Linked DNA regions of Gossypium hirsutum: region 1 is linked to region 2. The links are chromatin contacts, called in public Hi-C maps. All regions are on one chromosome and are shown on one strand. The core of a region is the stretch at or near the end of the contact, and the rest is flanking DNA. Distances in the headings are between cores, read along the strand shown.

Region 1 (4,726 bases), core at 814-3,313, 110 kb after region 2:
TTTGCCCGTGCTCGGACTAAGTTTTCAAAAAAGATAATTTTTTTAAAAATATTATAAAGATAGACCAATATTTTAAAAATTTACGAGAATAAGCCTTTATAAAGACCCAAAGTGGCAGCACCATTTTTTTTTGGTGCCACCAATTAATGTAGAAATAAAAATTATAGAATAGATCTTTATATAGACCCAAAGTCTCATTTCCCTTGTTTTCTTAAACAATGTGCGATGTAAGATATGTGTATATATAGACTCATGAATAGGTTTGTAGCTTATTCCTATACAATGTGAGATTCCTTCCTCTTTTGACTAATAACATCAAATTAAAGGCTGCACTATATTTTATATTTTTTTACTTATAGACTTTAAATTTTTTTTACAAAAAGTTAACATTTGTTACATTATAAATAAAATTTTTAAACTCTATAAGTAAAAAAATTATAAAATATAAAATGAATATAGTAAATATTAAAAAATAAATATTTAAAAAATTACTAATAGTTGAGTGATCATTTTGTAAATTTTTATAATTCGATAGCCAAAAAATCATAGTTAAGTGACTACTAATGTAATTTAATCTAGATATAAAAATATGAAAAATAATTATTATATTTTATGCATATTATATATTTCCATAGAAAAACTTATTTAACATAATTATATACTATGTTTAAATAGATTATTTATATAGTCAAAATACATCTGAAATAAATTTATCAACATTCATTAGGTGATGAAAATTAAATTAAAATTAGAATTAAAAAATTAATGAGTATAGTAAAATATTAAAAAATAAATATATAAAAAAAGAGATATCAATTTTTTTAAAATTACAAAAAAATACTATTTGAGTACCAAATACTCACCATTTATTTATTAATCAAACATGCATAACATAAAATAAAATAAAATTTAAAAGTATAACTTCTAAATTGAAATAATAGAAAATTATTTTAAAAATTAGAATTGCATAGATATTAACTTCAAACATTTAAAATTGAATAGAAGATTATTGCATGTACAAGTTTCATATGTGTAATTTTTTTTAATAGTCCTTTTGTATATGCTAACAATTTTAAAATGCAACAAGTTTAAAGGATCTCAAAAGATAATTTTATAATATGAGAAAATATTAAAAAATATAAAAAATAGAATTTTTTTTGTAAAAAATTATAAAAGATAGTATAGCCTTTAATCTTATGTTGTTAGTTATAATAGGAATGAATCTCACATTGTCTAGAAACAAGTTGCAAACCTATTCATGGCTCTATATATACACACATCTCACATCCTATATTAGTTAAGAAAACAAGAGAAATGAGAGTTTATATAATTATTTATTTTGTAAATTTTATTTCCATATTAATTTGTAGCACCTTAAAATAAAAAATCTATTTTTTATAACAGCTTATCCTTGTAAATTTTTAAAAAATCATTTTTTATAATATTAAAAAAAAAAGAGTACGCCCATATCAACGTATTTTTACGGTTCAACACATTTTTTTTTTAAATTCTCTTAAAATAATTTCACGTGGATGTATTTTAAAATTTTTAACCCAATCCACCATTTTCATAAACAATGTTGGAAATGAGTTTTTGTTTTTTTGGGTAAAATAGTCATAAAGAAAAGCCTCATTTGTAAAAAAGAAAGTGAAAGTATAAATAAAGAAAAGGAATGGGCAAAAAGCAATGGCACAGTATAGTGTACAATGATTTCGAAACAGAGCTAGGTTATGGGAAATCGTGAGGGCAGGTTTCAATCTTTGGTACCTTGTTGACACGTAGTGAGTCGTGACTCGTGACCCGGTTATGAATGAAGTAGAGTGGTGTTAGCAGCAGGAAAAGAATTTGTGTGGAGCTACGTGTCCTTGAGCAGATCTCTACGTCATTTGGCTCAATATTGCCATGTGTAAATAACTTGTAATCATTTTTAATAATTATTCAAAAAAAAAAAGCCATATGGTCCGAAGCTTCTTACTTAACTAATTTGATTTAAAACCAAAATTACAATCCCAACCTTCTGCCAACTACCAAAAAGGAAGTAAGAGGAAGTGATTGAGCACCGAAATGGGTATCTCTGTAATTAAAGGCTTCAAATTTTCTGCGTATAAATTTGGTTGTTCAGAGTGAGGAGTGTGTTTATTTTACTTTTTATTATGAAATCAGAAATTGATGAATGATTCATAAAAAGCCCAAACGCCACACCTTGTTAAATAATGTATAGCCAGCCGGTCTTTTTGTTTTCTCTCTAATATATCACTTTGATAACAGAAAAAAGAAGAAGAAAAGCACACTTCAACTTCATCGTTCTTTTAGTTTCTTTTTCTTTCTTTTTTTCTTTTTGTTGTTGCGAAAGATGGCTTCAGATGAAAGTATGACGGTTGTTTCGTCCATGGTGGAAGATGACTATGACGATATTGATTTTGGGTTTGAGCATCAGGCCCATACATATAACTTGTCGAGGCTTTCCATGTGTACCAGTTCCATGTACACGAACGAGGATGATGATGATGATGATGATAATCTGGGGATGTATCTGTCGAGGTTGTCCTTTGATGCAGATGTTGATGAAGAGTTCCGTGGCAAAGAATTGCTTCAACTCTCTTCTGACTCCGACAAGGAACCTAGCTGCTACTCTCTTCCCGCCACCCCACCTCGCCGGAGGAACCGAAAAGCGGTGTTGTCTCAGGAGCTGACGGGAGTGGCGAAAGATTACGCAAGTGAAAATGAAGCTCAAAAGGGTGGTTTAAGAAGGTCAAAAGGGAACAACAAGTCGAGGAAGAGGAGGATTACTAGAGATAGATGGGAAGATAATGAGAGTAAAAGCTGCAGCAAGAAGAAAGATGGAGAATTAATTGCAAGTTACAGCAACCATAGTGGAAGTTTCAGTGGGGAAAGTGAAGGGGGTAGTGCGGGATTGGTGGTGATTACAAGGCCCAAAGGTGGGCAGAGGTCGCTGTGTATGGACTTGGAGGAAGTGAAGGCGTGTAGGGATCTTGGGTTAGAGTTGGAACATGAGCGTATGTTGGAGATGCCTAGTAGCGGTGGCAATTCTCCGATCGCCAACTGGCGTATCTCTAGCCCTGGTTAGTCAAAATTACCTTTAATTTGGACCTTTATGCTTTCTTTTCTAAACCTAACAGGAAACTTGGGAACTACTGATTGTTTGATTTATATAAAGGCTCTGCATAGCATTTTCAGTTCATCTGATGGGATGTTTACTCTGTAATTTTAGGTGATGACCCAAGAGATGTGAAGGCTCGGCTCAAGGTGTGGGCACAAGCTGTGGCACTTGCATCCACATCTAAACATTGCAGCTGACTAACTGCTGCGCTCGACTATCATCGTTGTTTCCATTAAAAAACCCTTTTCGATTTTAGTTTCTTGCTTCCTAAAAAACCAAGTTACACTTATGTACAGCTTTCCACTTGTAAATATAAACACTGTGGATTATGAAGCTAGATGGTAAGCTTAAGCTTAAGTTACACTTTGTAAGCAGCAAGACTGAAGGCTAAAGCATAATTTCAGTTTCGAGCAGTGTTTGTTGTATCAGTTCTCTGTTGTCATTCTTCAGTTTTGACTTGGATATGGTTTTAGGTACAGTGTTCCCAAAAATTGCTGTTGTGTTAGAAACAAAAAGAATTTGTTCTAAATGACCTCTATTCCAACCAAACAAATCGCAGTGCCCCCACTGTAAACAGAGTTAAGCTCAAAGGTAAGATCGGGGCAAACTTGAAAGCTAAGGGTACTGATCGATGGCCTAAACTCAAACAATTATTATTATTTTAAAACCTAAAATCTAACAAATCAATTATCAGAAAGTAGCATTGTCTATATCTGCTAAGAGAACCAGGCATTTGCTCCGTTAATGACCAATGCTAATGTAGTTATGACATGGATGACAAATTATATTGAGAAGATTACAGCCGCAAATGTTAGTTATATGCGGCTCAGGAACATCAGATCAATCTCACCTAAGCAGTTATGAAGGTTACTTGCCCTTTTAAGCTTTAGTCCCTAAACCCTTTTATGGTCAATGTATTGAGTTGATCAAACACTTAGAAGTCTAAAACCCAAGGAAGGTGTAGAAGTAGTAACTGAAGAGTAAGAACACACCATGCATAACGCACCACCAACTCTAGTTCTGCATAGTTAATGAAACCCATGAATAAAGACTTTTTCTTTTCTAGTTGATTACTAAATTACTACTCTACAATCGATAAGAATGGAATGGAGTAGTTCATAGAGCAAAAATAAAAAGCTGATCCAAACTGGTCTGTGGCCCGATCTTTGGAGCTAAGATCCAATGAGTATTTTGGGTTATAATATTTTGGGCTCCATTTTGTTATTGATTTTTATATGTCATCTGTTTTAGAGTTCTTTCTTTCTTTCTTTACTTTACTTTTTTTTTTGTTAATTCTTAGGTAAATTACGTGACTAAATTATTCATAAGTTTATGTTTTGATAATTTAATTTTAAAAAATTATAAAATATTCATTAAATTATTTGAAAGTTTTTATTTAAGTCATTTAACTATTCAAAGAAATTTTATTTAAGTCATTGGGTTATTAATTTTGTTTTGTTCTTTTTAAAGTTTGACTAGCGACGATTTGACGATTGGTACGACAGATCATGAAAAAAAATTGAACTCTAGAAGAGAAGAGGAAGGAGAGATTTTGATTGGTGTAGGCTTTGCAAACAGAGAAGGGCATACAATAACGATTTTAAG
Region 2 (4,542 bases), core at 1,520-4,019:
GTTTAATAGTAATTGATTATGAAAGAAAATGTAATGGTTACCATGAGATAAAATAGGATCCTATTGGGAGAGCGAATTTATTCCAAAAAGATTAAGGATATCCTATTAAGGTAACATACTTATGACAAGATCATTAGACAATCACTGATCGAGTTGCTTTCGTAATGATATGTCGTTAGGGAGAGCTCAAACATAATACTATAATGGAATGATTTTATCATCAAATGAGTTTATAATTAATAGGCGAAAAGATGGAACTTAATTATAAATCATTTGAGCCCTTATTACATATGTCTAATCAGTCCCTCTGCTAGCTTGTTGAAATCAGAAATGAATTGCATGTTGAATAAAATGGATAATAATGATAAAGTTGGAAAAGTAGGAAATATTCAAAAATAAATGTGGTTTTCTCATTAAATGGAAATGACCTAAAAAATTAATTTATGATTATTTTTATTGAAGTTCGAAAATTAAATTAAATTAATTACCCATAGTGAATTCGTTGAGTGTAAAAATATTAAATATATTTTCTCATAGATCCTCTTACAATAAAGTTGCAATGATTTTAATGAAATTAAAATCGGGTTGAAGAAATTATTTAATTGGAAAATTAATTTATTTATTTAAATTAGTTTATGCTTTTATTTTGGAAAATAGAAAAACATGTATTAGATTGGATTGAATTATAAAGTGTTGGAGTACTTATAATTGGACCTGATACGAGAGAAGCCCAAAAGCCCCTTTATGCTCATACATGGGACGACAAACCCTAGTACGTTTAACTAGGGTTGACGCCCTTTCTTTCCTAGTTAGGTTAAAATTTTGTTTTATTATTATTATTATTATTGAAATAGACTTCTACTAATTCAACAAGAGTTTCACTTATTCTCCTTATAAATAGATGGCACCGGTAGAGCTAAAACACACAACTTTAAGATATTGTTATTTTGTCCGAAAATGGTAAGAATTTATTTTAAGTATAAATTCTATTTTTTGGCATAACAATTTTACCGGTTTCTATTAAAAAGAGAATTTTGTTTTCCCGCTGAAAGTAAAATAAATAATTTCTAGTTCTGTGTTTGATTCGAATTCGTTCGAGCCTACACTCGAAGCAGTTCGTGGTACAAGAATAACAGAGAAGGTCGTTTGGTTAAAAGTCGGGAATGACAAGGATCCATATAGCCAAAAACACAGGTGCGATTTCAATAAAAGGTTTATTGTTATAAATATCACATATTGACTCGGTTATCAAATTTTTAATTTTCCACCGTATAAAAAAGCCGCTTTCGAACTGAATTTTTCCCAACACTAAATATATGATAATCCCACACAATAGCTATTTCGTTTAACCCCTATTGCATACCTTACTGGTGATGAAAATAAGTATAAAATAAAGTGGCATCTGCAATGAGTTTTGCTCGAATTCGCCATCTTTAAGTTAACCGCCACAAGTTTCAAGAACATTTTTTAGTTATTATATTTTGATATTTAATTTTTTTTTAAATTGATATCTAAATTTTATTTCAATATTCAATTTGATATCTAGATCGAATGGTATCATATGGTCTAATGAATGTTTGAAAAATGTGTTCTAGTAAAAATATATTAGTACTTAAATGTAAAAAGAAAAAAAAATTAAGTACCAAATTAAACGTTGAAATTAATGGCGAAACCACATGTTGAGTTAACCCCAAAAAAATTTCTAAAAAAATATTTCTTAATAAAAAAATATAAATAATAAATTGAGTTATTGACCCACAAAATTATTTGAAAAACACCCACTAAAATTAAAAATTAAATATTTTCTTATTCTCTTTAAACATTCATTATTTTTTTTCTCAAACTTTTCTTATTCTCTCACACTTTATCCATAATTTTTATAAAATAGATTATCAGTCTTTTAATGCTTTTAAGTAGGTTTCTCTAATTTGATAACTATTCTTCTTTTCTTTTCAAGCTTTGATGTCTAAAAAATTAAAATTGTGACTTTACTTGTTATACATTAGAATTTTTATGTAAGATTAAGTTTTTATTGATGGAATGATTTGGGGATATTAGTTTTTGTATGAGATCACTAATATCTTGATTGACTTATATTTTTTAGATAACATTAATACAAATCCTTAAAGAAATTAAGCTTGATTGTTCTATAATCTCATATTTCTTAAATATAGATTAAAAATTAGCATTTTTGGTTAAAAATTATTATTGGTTTGATTTTGTGCATCTTTTGTTTGTGTTCGTCTGGTGTTTTACACAATGCATTCTCATGGCACTAAAAAGTATTTAATTAACTTTTATTGTTGTGAAGGGATAAAATAATATTAAAATAAATTTCAAATGTCAAATTAAACATTGAAATCAAATTCAAGTAGTAAATAATATATATTTTTTTCTCTAACAGATCCTAATAGTAACAGTGTAAGCCTTCAAGTTTGGTGTTTGTAAGCCCAGTCCAAGGCTCATAATTGCTAATTTCAGAGCTGCAAATATATTTCATTTTATGGGTTGAAAAAACTTGGTAGCATCGCGGAACAAGCTAAAATTGTGAGAAATCGATAATAATGGGATAAACCAAGCAGAATTAGGATGACAGAGTCTTAAAAGGAATAGGATGAGAACATGAGAAGTGAATCATGATGAGATTAGACGACAGATTTATAAACCAGTTCCTTCTTGTTTGCCAAAGTTCCTGAGTCAGTGAGCCTCTAATTTAGCCCAACACGGTTAGCCCAATTCCAAACAGAAATAATGGATTCATTTTCCCTGTCTGGATTCAAATTTAACTCAAGTCACTCAAATAGTACCATATTTACCTAAATGATCATCAGTAATATATATCTCTTTCATTTCTACTATTACTTTTACCTACCTTTTCTCTTTTCTTCCGACAGGATACCCAAGTGAAATTAGTTTCCCAGTTGACATGCTGCTCTTTTATCGCTTTTTTTAATCTTCTGACTTTTCGCTCCTTCAGTCAATGCCACTCCGCTCCTCATCAAACGGCTCATGTTGCGTATGTATATTATTATTATTCTGAACTGGAAAGGGTAATATATATCAATCAAACGCATTGTCCTTGTCACTCCCACTTTCTATTTTATCTTCAAAATCCTGCCCCTTCTTAATTATTGCCTCTGACAATGAAATTTAATGAAGGATGTTTTTATTTCAACCCTGGAGAACAAAGCAGTTGCATCCTGGGAAAATAATCTAACATCAAGATGATATATAATTAGCAATTCAGGAAAGAAAAAAAGAAGAAGAAAGGGGGGGGGTTCAATGATGTAATAATATGTGATGAAAGTTGACTATCGTTTTCCACTACATAATAAAAAAAGAGAGGGAGATGTAATTATGCAAAAGTTAATGGAAAACAAAACAGGGATTTTAGTTTGACAAAGCAAGACAAGGGCCTTTAATCAACTTGCCAAAGCCTTTTTATAATTATGTTAATCCCCCCTTGTTAAGGCTTTGTTGCTTGTGTGATTAAAGTCAGTTTCCCCCATCATGTTTTTGGTCTCTTTAAATCAGTTAAAAGCATATCCCTTATGTAATTTTTTGACATTTTTATTTAGGAGGGTGAATCATGGTTTTCAGTTGTGACTAACTCATAAAAGATTCAGGGCTTGTCTATTTCACTAATTATGATGCCAATTTCACTTTTAAAAAATAAACAGCTTAATTATTAGTTGTTGAAAGGCGAGCTTAAGAGGTGGAAGACGATAACGATAAGGTCAATTGGTACAGGTTAAACTGAAATCAGCGTTAGTTTGAGTGTTTAATAGAGATGTATATGACAAATGCATGTGCTTATGTTGCCTTTAAATGTTAATGGGGCTGGTTTAGTGGGATACATTAAGGGTCATCCTGAATAGACCCCTCTCTCTAGGCACTTAAGGGAGGAACGTGATGTGCTTCAAAACAAGAAAAGGTGAAGAAACAACACTGTGGGTCATTATTCTGTAAAATATATTTTGTCCAATTATTTGCCCCTTAACATCAAGTTTTAGATTGCGATTTCCTACAAGTTACATTAACTTTCATTTATATTTCATTCAGAAATGTGACATACATAAAAAGTTTTGTTTTAAATTCACTAGTAACTTATACGTAAATTAGCAAAAAAAAAAAAGGGTTTGTTTGTGAAATTATTAAGGACTTTAATCAGTGAAATTATTAGGGACTTTAATAAGGACTTAGCATAATGTCTAATCCCATTATCCCAAAATGATAGTTGATCTTTCTTGTCGATTGGTTGTCATTGTTTTGAAAAGATAATGAAAATGTGATGTGAGACACCTCTTCTTCTTTCGTTCAAAGGCAAATAGATGCCATTTCATATTTCAAACAATTTGTTGATTACAAATCTTCAATATCGTTCGCTAATATCTCATCAACCATTACTCAAGTTCCCCTTATTGAGTCAATTAATGGTTGATATTCATCTTTCTTTTAATCTAGATGAATCATGACGTTTTGGTTATATATAACTATATGTATGTGTGTATATCTATACATAGACAATCATTTTAATTTGTT

Evidence for each region. A called contact is a pair of places that touch in the nucleus more often than the background predicts.
Region 1: a contact with region 2 is called in a Hi-C map of leaf, with 2.3 times the contacts expected there. The contact joins the promoter of LOC107953007 here to the enhancer-like site in region 2. A contact is called at or near these places in 10 of 34 Hi-C or Micro-C datasets (fibers, hypocotyl, leaf and 1 more).

Annotation. Positions count from the first base shown.
Region 1 is chrA07:28,358,687-28,363,412 of Gossypium_hirsutum_v2.1, forward strand. It overlaps LOC107953007, which reads left to right and starts at 2,064. Exons shown (of 2, transcript XM_041117900.1): 1 at 2,064-3,083; 2 at 3,233-3,546. The coding sequence starts at 2,354. The coding sequence ends at 3,318.
Region 2 is chrA07:28,251,137-28,255,678 of Gossypium_hirsutum_v2.1, forward strand. No RefSeq gene overlaps it. Among protein-coding and RNA genes, the nearest start is that of LOC107956490, 6.2 kb to the right of the region's middle. Within about 2 kb of position 2,770, at least 5 of the 9 cell types and tissues checked have an H3K27ac peak or open chromatin away from gene starts, as enhancers often do. A contact at or near this core is called in fibers and leaf, where this site is marked.